Linked DNA regions of Mus musculus: region 1 is linked to region 2. A link is a contact called in public Hi-C data. All regions are on one chromosome and are shown on one strand. Each heading gives the region's core, a stretch centred on a gene start, on an enhancer-like site or on the middle of the called end of the contact. The rest is flanking DNA. Distances are from core to core; before and after follow the strand shown. Region 1 holds the start of Vps26a (VPS26 retromer complex component A). Region 2 holds the start of Eif4ebp2 (eukaryotic translation initiation factor 4E binding protein 2).

Evidence for each region. A called contact is a pair of places that touch in the nucleus more often than the background predicts.
Region 1: a Hi-C map of double positive thymocytes shows a contact between it and region 2, with 7 times the contacts expected there. The contact joins the promoter of Vps26a here to the promoter of Eif4ebp2 in region 2. A contact is called at or near these places in 4 of 39 promoter capture datasets (the 3T3-L1 cell line, the C10 cell line, liver and 1 more) and 1 of 484 Hi-C or Micro-C datasets (double positive thymocytes).

Annotation. Positions count from the first base shown.
Region 1 is chr10:62,484,282-62,489,409 of GRCm38.p6, forward strand. Vps26a (VPS26 retromer complex component A) reads right to left here and starts at 2,524. Exons shown (of 9, transcript NM_133672.3): 1 at 2,377-2,524. The coding sequence starts at 2,379.
Region 2 is chr10:61,448,882-61,454,630 of GRCm38.p6, forward strand. It overlaps Eif4ebp2 (eukaryotic translation initiation factor 4E binding protein 2), which reads right to left and starts at 3,788. Exons shown (of 3, transcript NM_010124.2): 1 at 3,521-3,788. The coding sequence starts at 3,665.

The DNA of each region.
Region 1 (5,128 bases), core at 1,274-3,773, 1.0 Mb after region 2:
TCTCAAGGAGAGCAGCCAGTGCTCTTACTGCTGAGCCATCTCTCCAGCCCCCACAAAAGGGACAAATTCAAACAACTAACTAGAAACTAGTACATTTAACATGCTCCAAAGTCACCAACAGCAATTTTCTTTCTGCAATGGTATTTTTTTTGTTTTTGTGGGTTTTTTTTTGAGACTGTGTTTCTCTGTATAGCCCTGGCTGTCCTGGAACTCACTCTGTAGACCAGGCTGGCCTCGAACTCAGAAATCCGCTGGCCTCTGTCTCCCAAGTGCTGGGATCAAAGGCGTGTGCCACCACGCCCAGCTATGAAAGATGTTTTACATGTAAAATGATATATGGCAACTTTTTTCTACATATATTCTCTATGTAACACACCGAAAGGTCTTTTCCAATTTGAAATTTAACATTTAAAGTCACAAATACTATTTTAACAAAATTAAATTGCCACTAAAGCTGCCAAAACACACAAGAAAACACAGTTCTGCAATATTTTTCAATAACAGGGCTGGCTCAATGGTTAGGAGCACTGGCTGCTCTTCCAGAGGACCCAGGTTCAGATTCCCAGCATCCAAATAGCAGCTCACAACTGACTTTAACTACAGTACCAGGAGTGCTGAGGCTTTCTTGAGGCCCTCCAACAAGCACAAGGTGCCAAGACATACATTGTTTAGCATTACCATCTAGCAAAACTACACGTGGATACATAAAAATGTAACAAACTCTGTGGGCACCATTTAAGGAAATTTATTAAGTCTGCTTGATGTAAAGAAACAGAACTTGAAGGAAAGGAAAAACATAATCAAAATATATAGGAAAAAAATTTCAGTAAGAAAAAAACTGAACAGAGCTCAGAGGAACCAAAGCTTCCACAATGTATTCACTTGAGCCCACACACAATGAAACAGCAAATTCTCATACATACATGTGTGCCCATACAAAGGCTTTAAAGCTTTACAATTTCGTTTGACAAATACCTTAAAAATAAAAAAAAAAATTGCTCTTAAACTTAACTAGAAGGGCCGGGCGTGGTGGCGCACGCCTTTAATCCCAGCACTCGGGAGGCAGAGGCAGGCGTATTTCTGAGTTCGAGGCCAGCCTGGTCTACAAAGTGAGCTCCAGGACAGCCAGGGCTATACAGAGAAACCCTGTCTCGAAAAACCAAAAAAAAAAAAAAAAAAAAAAAAACTTAACTAGAAGGACTAATTCAACTAAGTAACCAAGAAGAGAGCAATTTAAGCTTTCTTTTCAAATTATAAACAGTGAAAGGAGGACTCCCTAACAGCCTACTAATTCCTTCTTAGTTATTTACAGCAGTTGTAATTTCCACCTTAAACTAATTTATCTAAACAAATGCTTAACTCTCCAGAGTCTGTAAGCTGCAAGGAAGCAAGCAGTTTGCCTTGTTTATCTGTCCCTGGACTCACCCAAAATACTGTTTAAGAAAACGCTCCCTGAATGAACTTCTCCCCCACCCCCCAAACCCTAGAGAAAGCAAATAATTTCTGACTCAAAGTTATTTAATCAAAGCAACGTTTTAAAAATAGACCTGGCTGGCTGGCTTGAGACGAGAAGTTTCAAGCAGTTTATTAAAAGTGGCGAGCTTGGGAAGAGCGGGTAGTATAAGGGGAGCGCACAGTGGGCTCTCATGGAGTATATGCTAAATAACACGAGCCAAAGGAGCTCTAATCTATAGACCGCGGGCGCGTAGTTAAACACTAGCGCGCCCAACGGTGCTTTCCATTAAGTGTGGTTAAGTGCTCTGATTTTCATCCCTGCCTGGGCTCCCAAGACACTGCAACATCCCAAAGTGCTAAGTTATAGAAATCGCTTAGGGAAGGAAGTGAAACCAAGTGCTTAAATCGGCGTCTGGAGATATAAATGAGGGGTCTCGGCTCCGACACCCTCTTGTCTCCCCTCCCTTCCCCTCCTATTCTACAAGTGCCAAAAGCCTCCACCCGAATCAAGAAATCGCAGAATGTCTCCACAACCAGCTTAAAGAAAATAAGCGGACTCTATCGAGCTCGGGACGAGGAAGGTGAGCAGGTCTCGCCAGAGTCCGGAACTGGGAGAGAGGGCACTGACTGTCCTCGGCTACCTTGGAAGGCGAGGCTGCCGAGCTCCGGCTGGGCGGGCTGCGGGTGCCCAGCCAGGGTCCCCACAGCCGGTCGAGGAAGGCGGGCAGAGGCTCCGACATGGCCGGGACAGTGCCGCCGGCCGCAGGTGCTCAGGCCTGGCCGGGAGCGGGCAGCCGTCAGGCCTCACCGCTCCGCGCCCCTTCCCTGCAGGCTCGGCGCCGCGCCCGCCGTTGGGAGTCCCGCCGCGCGCCCCACGGCCCCGCGGGAGACGACCTCGCAGGCAGGCCGCCGCGCACTCACCATTGTCACCGCCGCCGGGTCGCCCACTCCACTCGGCTTTCCCTCAGAAGAACTCCCAGCCTGGGTGCCTGCGCCCCGCCGCCCGTCACGTGACCGTAGGCCATCAGCCGCACGTGACCACTCCTTTTCCTCTTCTCCCTCCCCCCCCCACCCCGCCCCGCTAGAGGCCCCGCCCTGCTAGAGGCCCCGCCCTTCAGGAAGGCCGTTTCGAGGCGGGGCTCCTCCGCCCCGCCTTTCGGTTGAGGGCGTGGTCTGGGTGGGTGACGTCTGGTGGGAGGAGTCAAAGATCTGTCTTCTCAGTCCAGCAACCCTAGAGCTAGTTGTCACGTGACGAGCCGTGCGCTGTCAAACTCCTCCCTCCGGCACGCCCATTTCCTTTTCCCTAGGGAAACTTGGGGGACTCGAGGGTTTGTGCGGGAGGCGTGTCTTTGCGGGCTTGCTGCAGTTCCGACCTTTGCGCCTGATCTGTTTCCCGCCTCAGCCCCGAGAATTGTTGGCCTCCGAAGAGACGGTTAGGGAGAAAAGCTAATCTTTAAAGCACATCCTTTGCAGTCCACGGATAGCTCGTGACGCAGCCTTCCAAGCCGGAGAGGCAGTACTCTCAAATCGGTTCCGCCCTCCTTACCCCCCCTCCCCGGCAACAGCCCTTCCTAAAAGTTTCGCAAGCGTGCAAAACGCAGCTCTCCAACACTCTGATCCAGTCAGTCATTGTAGTGGAGGCCCAGAAAACCTGAGGATAGATGAAATACTACGAAGGCTTAGGAACTGAACCTTTCATTCAGATTTATGGGCGGAGGGGTGTCATCAGCCCTATCATAACGAAACTCAACTTGGGGAGTAGAGTGTCAAGTTGTAAGTCTAAAATATTTAAAGGTTAAAATGAGGCTTCGGTCTCCAATCGCGACAGAATTCAAATACTGGAAATGAGTCTTTTGTTTGTAAGACAGGGGTTCTCATGTACTCATGTAGACTAGGCTAGCCTCAAGTGGAGAGTGAGCACCTCCAAAGTGCCTTCCCAATGCTGTAATTGCAGGAGTCACTGGTGGTTTTATGCATTGCTGCAGATGGAACACTGCACTTCCTTCATGCATGCAGGAGAAATCTGCCTAAAATGATATTATCTGAAAACAAATCTTAAAGATTGCTATGCCAGGGAGCTTTGGAACGAATGGATGTTTGTGTGTATATTTATTGTTGAGACAGGGTCTCACTAGGTGTCCCAGGCTCCTCTGGAATATGCTATGTAGCCCAGGCTGTCAAGAAACACATCTGTCCTCCTTCAGCCTTCCCAATATTGGAGATTACCTGTCATATTTACAGACGGGTAAAATAGTATGGGGACAGAGAAGGGAGTTTAGATCTCAAAATACTATTGATTAAAACCCTGTGATGCAGATGGCTTGGATGAAGGAGCATCACCCACTCTATAAAGAAGGATAAGTCAGGTATAGAGGTTCATAGCTGTAATCCCAGCTCTCCGGAGACAGAAGAAGTAGAAGAATCGCCATGAATTAAAAGACCCCTGGAGATTACACAGTTAGTCCCCTGAATGACCTGGGCTACAGTGTGAGACCTTGTTACAAGGAAACAAAAGAGAGAAACAATTGCGCATAGTCTAAGATCTGAAAGGTTAACTGTGTTTGTTGGTTCTAGCACCATTTGCTCAAAATACTTTCCCCTGTAAACTGCTGTGGTGTGGTATGCTTGTCAAAAATCTATCGATTGGGGCTAGAGAGATGGCTGAGCTAAGTCAAGAGCACTTGCTGGCTACCCCTTCAGAAGCATGAGATTTGATTCCCAGCATCCAAATAGTGGCTCCTTACCAGGGGGATCTGATGCCCTCTTCTGGTCTCCATGAGCATCACATATGCAGGTTTTGTACAGAAGGTCTGCAAAACCTCCATGCACCCAAAGAAAGACTCAAGGAGGTAAAATAAAAACAATACTGGGTCTTCCATTCATGAGCACTGTGCATTTTTCTAATTTTTACCTTTTTTTAGTGTTCTTCACCAGTGTTTCTAATTTCCAGTGTTATACATTTTTATTAAATTTATCTCTAAGTGCCTGTATTTTTTAACACTATTGTAAATAAAACTAAGTTTTTCATTTTTCAGTTCTTCGTTGTGATGTGTGTAACTTTCCTGTATTGACTGTGTACCCTGCAGTCTTCCTAAATTTCTTTGATGATTTGCTCTAGGCTCACACATACACACACACACACACACACACACCTTTTTTAACCTGGGTTTCTTTTTTCCTTTGTGGAGCTGAGGACTGAACCAGAGCCTCATGGATCCCAATCAACCAGCCTACCACTAAGCCACATCCTCGGCTGTCTTCCTGGAATTTCTTGAAATCCTAGATTGAGCATCCTAAATGGATTTTCACTTTCTTTCCTGTCTTCCATCTGTCTCTTGTTGTTTTCCTTTTTCCTTTTCATGTTTCTTTATTCTGGGAGGTGTATATTACATGGTGTGCATGGAGAGCAGAATTTGTACATGTCACTTCTGGGAATTGAGCCCAGGTCCTCAGGCCTGTCAGCAAACACATTTATCTGATGAGCCATCTCACCTGTCCTTGTTTTTCTTTTTGTCCCAGAAATGGTCTTAGTACATATCTCAGGCTGACGTTAGACTCTTGATTCTCCTGCCTCAGTCCCTGAATGCAAAAATTATATCATGAGCCACCATGTTTGCTCATGTTCCAGTTCTCATGATGATGATGATGAGTTTGTGTGTGTGTGTGTGTGTGT
Region 2 (5,749 bases), core at 2,538-5,037:
GGTCTGCTGTCTTGTTCCCTGTGAAGTGCTGACCGACCACAAAATTCACTGAAGGCCTTATCAACCACCAAGATATAATGACTCAGTGAAAGGAAGGGAGATAAAGCATCAGAGGGGCAGAAATGTTCCCAAGCAGGAAGTGTCAGGAAAGCTCAGAGGTAAAATGCTCACCACACAAGTCTGACGACCTGAGTTTGATCCCAGAAACCCCAGTATTAGGAAGTCAAAAGTTGCTCTCTGACCTCCACTGGCAAAACAGCACAGGAGTGCATGCGCTCACACATACATACACCTCAATACCAGTAGTTTGTTTTTTTTAAATGAGCATACATCTGTGTGCCATATGCCATGTGTGCCAAGCTGGTGAAGGAGAGATGGGAATTTCAGATCTATCTCCTGGAGCTGGAGTTACAGGCTGCCCAGTGTGGATGCTGGGAACTGAACTCAGGTCTTCCATAATACTGGCAGGCACGTTCTTAACTGCCGAGCCCTCTCTCTCTCTTTAGCCCCAGTAAAGTCCACCTTAAAATCATTCCAAAGGGGAAAAAGCCAGTAAGCACTGTACATCTCTAAACACCACCAAGCTAAATGCTATAAAAGACTGCCCAGCATGCCATGGTGGTACATATTTTTAAACCCAGCACCAGAGAGGCAGAGGCAGGTGGAACCCTGAGTTTGAGGCTGGCCAGGGCTACACAATGAGACCCTGTCTCAAAAACACAGTTCAGCTCTAAACCCTACAGTGCCATCTCCTTATAACCAGGAAGCAAGCCCTCCTCATCAAAATCCCAAAACTGCTAGGCATGGTTGCCTTTAATGCAACTGCTCAGGAGGCAGAGGCAGGGGCCTCTCAGTGAGTTCCAGGGACAGGGATACCACCGTAGAAGGGTAAATGAATGTTTCTGGTAGATCCTCCCAAGCATCTCAGAACTAGGTCAAGTTGCAAGGCAGCTTCTATCTTTAAAGCACTACAGGCCTTCCCTACTTCTGAAAGCACAGCAGCTTGCTGTCTGAAATATGTCCACAGGGTTTTTCCCTCTCTAGAGCTTCCCGCAGAAGAACAATATCAATGTACAGCTAAAAAGTTTGCTTCCGGGGCTGGTGAGATGGCTCAGTGGTTAAGAGCACCTGACTGCTCTTCCAAAGGTCCGAAGTTCAAATCCCAGCAACCACATGGTGGTCCACAACCATCCATAATGAGATATGACTCCCTCTTCTGGAGTGTCTGAAAACAGCTACAGTGTACTTACATATAATAAAAATAAAATAAATCTTAAAAAAAAAAATTGCTTCTTCCCCAAGTAGGGCAGGGCTAAATGCACCTGTTACTGTCATGTGTGCTCTGAGCTGCTAGAAGCATGGGCATTTTACTCATCAATATCACAAAGACCTCTGGAGTTAATTACAGATCACCTTAGAAATGTGTGTGTGTGTGTGTGTGTGTGTGTGTATGTATGTATATATATAGAGAGAGAGACAGACAGATGGACAGACATGCTCTTACTATGTCGCCTTGGCTGTCCTGGGCCCCTGGAGCTCACTTTGTACAATGGGCCAGCCTTCAACTCCCAGAGATCATCCTGCCTCTGCCTGACCAGTGCTGGCCACTAATCTGTTTCCTAAAAGTTATCTGTTCAAGTGGAGACAATTCCATCCAGGGCTGACTAAGAGCTTTCCCGACTTTTGTTACACCAGATAACACACACCAATAAATCCCAGCACTGGCAAGGCTAATAGTCCAAGATCATGGGTTTGGGTCCAAGGTAGTGTGGACCATATGGAGAAAAAAAAACTGTTTCAAGAAAAGCAAGAGGAAAGGAAGAGAGAAGGAAAAGACCATATAAGGAAGCTGTCTTCAGCCAGGCAGTGGTGGCTCACGCCTTTAATCCCAGCACTCGGGAGGCAGAGGCAGGCAGATTTCTGAGTTCAAGGCCAGCCTGGTCTAGAGAGTGAGTTTCAGGACAGCCAGGGATACACAGAGAAACCATCTTGAAAAACAAAAATAAACAAAGCTGTCTTCAGCAACTTAAACCACTACCCTCTCACCAGATCTCCACTGTCTTTCCTTAAACCTGGCTCTCTCTAAGGAGTGCAGCTTCCCTCCTGCCTGGGTCATTTGGAAGGTCTTTCCGGACATTTATGCCTTTCTGCCATCCCTTTTCTGGACCGGCCTGGCTGGATCCTCTGCCAACTTTTCTCCTAGATGTTTGCTTTGATTTTTTTTTTTTTTTTTTTTTTTTGCCCCCTTCCTTGTTTGGTTGGTTTTTTTGTTTGTTTTTTTGAGACAGGGTGTGACACTGTAGCACAGGCTGTCTTGGAACTCTTTTTTTTTTTTTTTTTTTTTTTTTGAGACAGGGTTTCTCAGTATAGCCCTGGCTGTCCTGAAACTCCTCTGTAGACCAGGCTGAACTCCAAATCCGCCTGCCTCTGCCTCCCAAGTGCTGGGATTAAAGGTGTGTGCCACCACTGCCTGGCCTTGGAACTCATTATATTGCCAGGGCTAGCCTTAAACTGCCATTCTCCTACCCCGTCTTTCTGGAGTAGTAGGGTCACAGCCCTAACTACCACACACAGCCTTCTGGACTGCTGTCTCTTGGTGTTGGCAAGGTCCCCTTACTCTGTGCCTTCCAATTGCACAAGATTCCAGGATGGCCAGGCCCACTTTTAAGTGATTGGTTAGGAGTCCTGTCTCATGATCAGCGATCTATAGACTGTAAGGGCTGCTAACCAAATCTTCACCCTCTAGCTGAAGCCCAGCCCCCGGGGTCACCAAAAGAAGGCAAAGTTCTGAGATTAGGGACAGAAAGCCAGTTCCCTTCATGAAGGCACCGGAAGAACCCCTTCCAGGCTCCTCCCTCTTAGAGAACAGCCCAGAAAAGAGACAAACAACCTTTGCGCTTCCTCCTCTCGTGACCAATTCAACATACTTTATTTACCTCTTCTCCAGTGATAGTAAACGGATCCCGGCCATCTTTTGAAAAGCAACTTCAGGAACCTCCCTTTGCATCGCTTTTTTCTACAAGCCCTTTCCCTAGGATCAAGCAACCTAACCCGACTAGTGTGTGCTGTTTGACAAAGCACCTTTAAAACCGCTCTTCGAAAGCCCTGATCTGAAACCTGACAGCGCCTCTACCAAAGCCAACAACTTCTTGGATACCAAAGGAGCTATTTTACACGTCCCACTTGTGGGAGCTGGGGCTCCCCCAACCTTTGATGACTCCTCTAACAAAGTAAACAATGCTGTCAAAGGAGGCTAACACTGGGCGAGGCATGCAGAGTGCATGCCAGCCTCGTCTCGGAACTCTCGGCGCAGCCAGACCAGTCATCTTAGGCTTCCGCGCCAGGTCCGTCTCCCCGACTTCCCTCTCCCCAAAGCCCGTAGGACAGCTCCAGAGGCAAGCCCCGCTGCGCAGAATGCACGGTCTGCAGCACACCGTACGGGCAGCGGGGAGGAAGCTGTTGGTCGAGCATGCAGTGCCACGCGCCAGCCGTGATGGCGGGCAGGCCGGGCGCGGCTCACCTCCCGGCGTTGTGGAGAACAGCGTCCCCCCGGGCGTGGTGCAGTAGTCCTGAGGTAGCTGCGCGGCGTCGCTGATAGCCACGGTGCGCGTGGGGATGGCGCGGCTCTGGCTGGGCTGGTGGCTACCACCGGCCGACGCGGACATGGCTCCGACGCGGGCTCGAGGCTTTGTGCAGCAGCGGCGGCGGCGGCGGCGGCGGCGGCGGCGGGGCCGGGCGGCTCTGGCTCCTCACGCTCGGCTCTCAACTCGCCTGCTCTCGCCCGGTCGTCCCGCTGCGATACCGCTCCCGCTGCCGCCGCCGCCGCCGCCGCCCGGTCCTCCGGCCTCCGCCTGCAGCCTCAGCAGCAGCAGGAGCAGCAGCGGCAGCAGCGGCAACGATGACTACCGGAAGCGGTCGAAGGCGGGAGCAAGGGGTAGTAGAGGGAGGGACAATATGGAAGCCGGACGTGACGTTGGAGGGCGTGTCTGAGGCGAGTGGGCGGGTAGCTGGGGGCGTGACTGAGGCAGCCGAAGGCTAGAGGCAGAGGGTGAACCCGGAAATCCGGGAAAAAGGAAGTGTTGAAGGGTGGAGCCTTAGGGTGGGCGGGACTTTGAGGGGCGGGGCTGAGTTCAGAGGAACATAATAGACTCCCAGTGAAGCTGAGTGTAGGTGATTAAGGCACGCGGGAGGGGGGGGAAGCGGGGTGTGTGTGTGTGTGTGTGTGTGTGTGTGTGTGTGTGTGTGTGTGTGTGTGTGTGTGTGTGTGTGTGTGTGTGTGTGTGTGTGTGTGTGTGTGTGTGTGTGTGTGTGTGTGTGTGTGTGTGTGTGTGTGTGTGTGTGTGTGTGTAATTGTTTGTGGTGTGTAAGTGTGGACTAACAGTACTTTCTTAGGGCTTACTTCATATTCCCATCTATATCTAACCATTAAAAGTATAACTCGGGCTGGAGGGATGGCTCAGTGGTTAAGAGCACTGTCTTCTAGAGATCCTGAGTTCAAATCAGCAACCACATGGTGGCTCACAACTATCTGTAATGGGATCCGATGCCCTCTTCTGATGTGTCTGAAGACAGCTACAGCGTACTCATATACATAAAATAAATAAATAAATCTTTTTAAAAAATTATAACTCTGGGAGCCCACAAGATGGCTCAGCAGGTAAAGAAAGGCATTTGTCACCAAGCCTGCAGACCTGAGTTCCACCACCCAGAAGCCACAAGGTGAAAGGGGAGACCGACTCTCCCAAGTTATCCTCTGACTTCTCCACTAGTCCATGAGCACCCATCTGCCTGCCCATAAATAAATAAATGTAATCAAAGTTTTTGTTTGTTTGTTTGTTTGTTTGTTTCGTTGGTTGGTTTTTCGAGACAGGGTTTCTCTGTATATCCTGGCTGTCCTGGAGCTCACTTTGTAGACCAGGCTAGCCTCGAACTCAGAAATCCACCTGCTTCTGCCTCCTGAGTGCTGGGATTAAAGTCGTGCACCACCACACCCAGCTAATCAAAGTTATTTTAAGAAGTATAATTTTAATTGCTCATTATTAAAGGAAAGCAATGCGTACACGATGAACTAAGGGTTTAACCATCAATGACTCTGAGGAAGGGCTCAGTAGTTAAGAGCGCTTGTTGCTGTTGCAGAGCACCGAGAGGACCAGAGTTTAGTACCTAGCACACTTGTAGTGGCTCAGAAGCACCCATAACTCCAGTTCAGGGAATCTGACCTACCTTATCTTCTGATCTCTGCAACACCAGGCAGAGATGTAACATGATGTAACATGATGCATTTACATATATGTAGACAAAGCACTACAAGAAATAGCAGGATAAGCCGGGCATGGTGGCGCACGCCTTTAGTCCCAGCACTCGGGAGGCTGAGGCAGGTGGATTTCTGAGTTCGAGGCCAGCCTGGTCTACAGAGTGAGTTCCAGGACAGCCAGGGCTACACAGAGAAACCCTGTCTCAAAAAAAAAAAAAAAAATAGCAGGATGGTTAGGAGTGTAAGGTTCACCTAAGCTTCACAACTAGTTTGAGGCCAGCCAGGGATACAAGAGACTGTCTGAAAAACTAATGAAAAGAACAAGATGAGGAGACAGGTCCACTTGTAAGATTGCTTACTATGTAAGCATCAGGACTTGAGTTCAATTCCCATCATCCACATAAAAAAAAAAAATTTTTTTAAAGTCCAGACATTCCAGCACTTGGGAGGCAGAGGCAGGTGGATCTCTGCGTTTGAGGCCAGCCTGGTCTACTG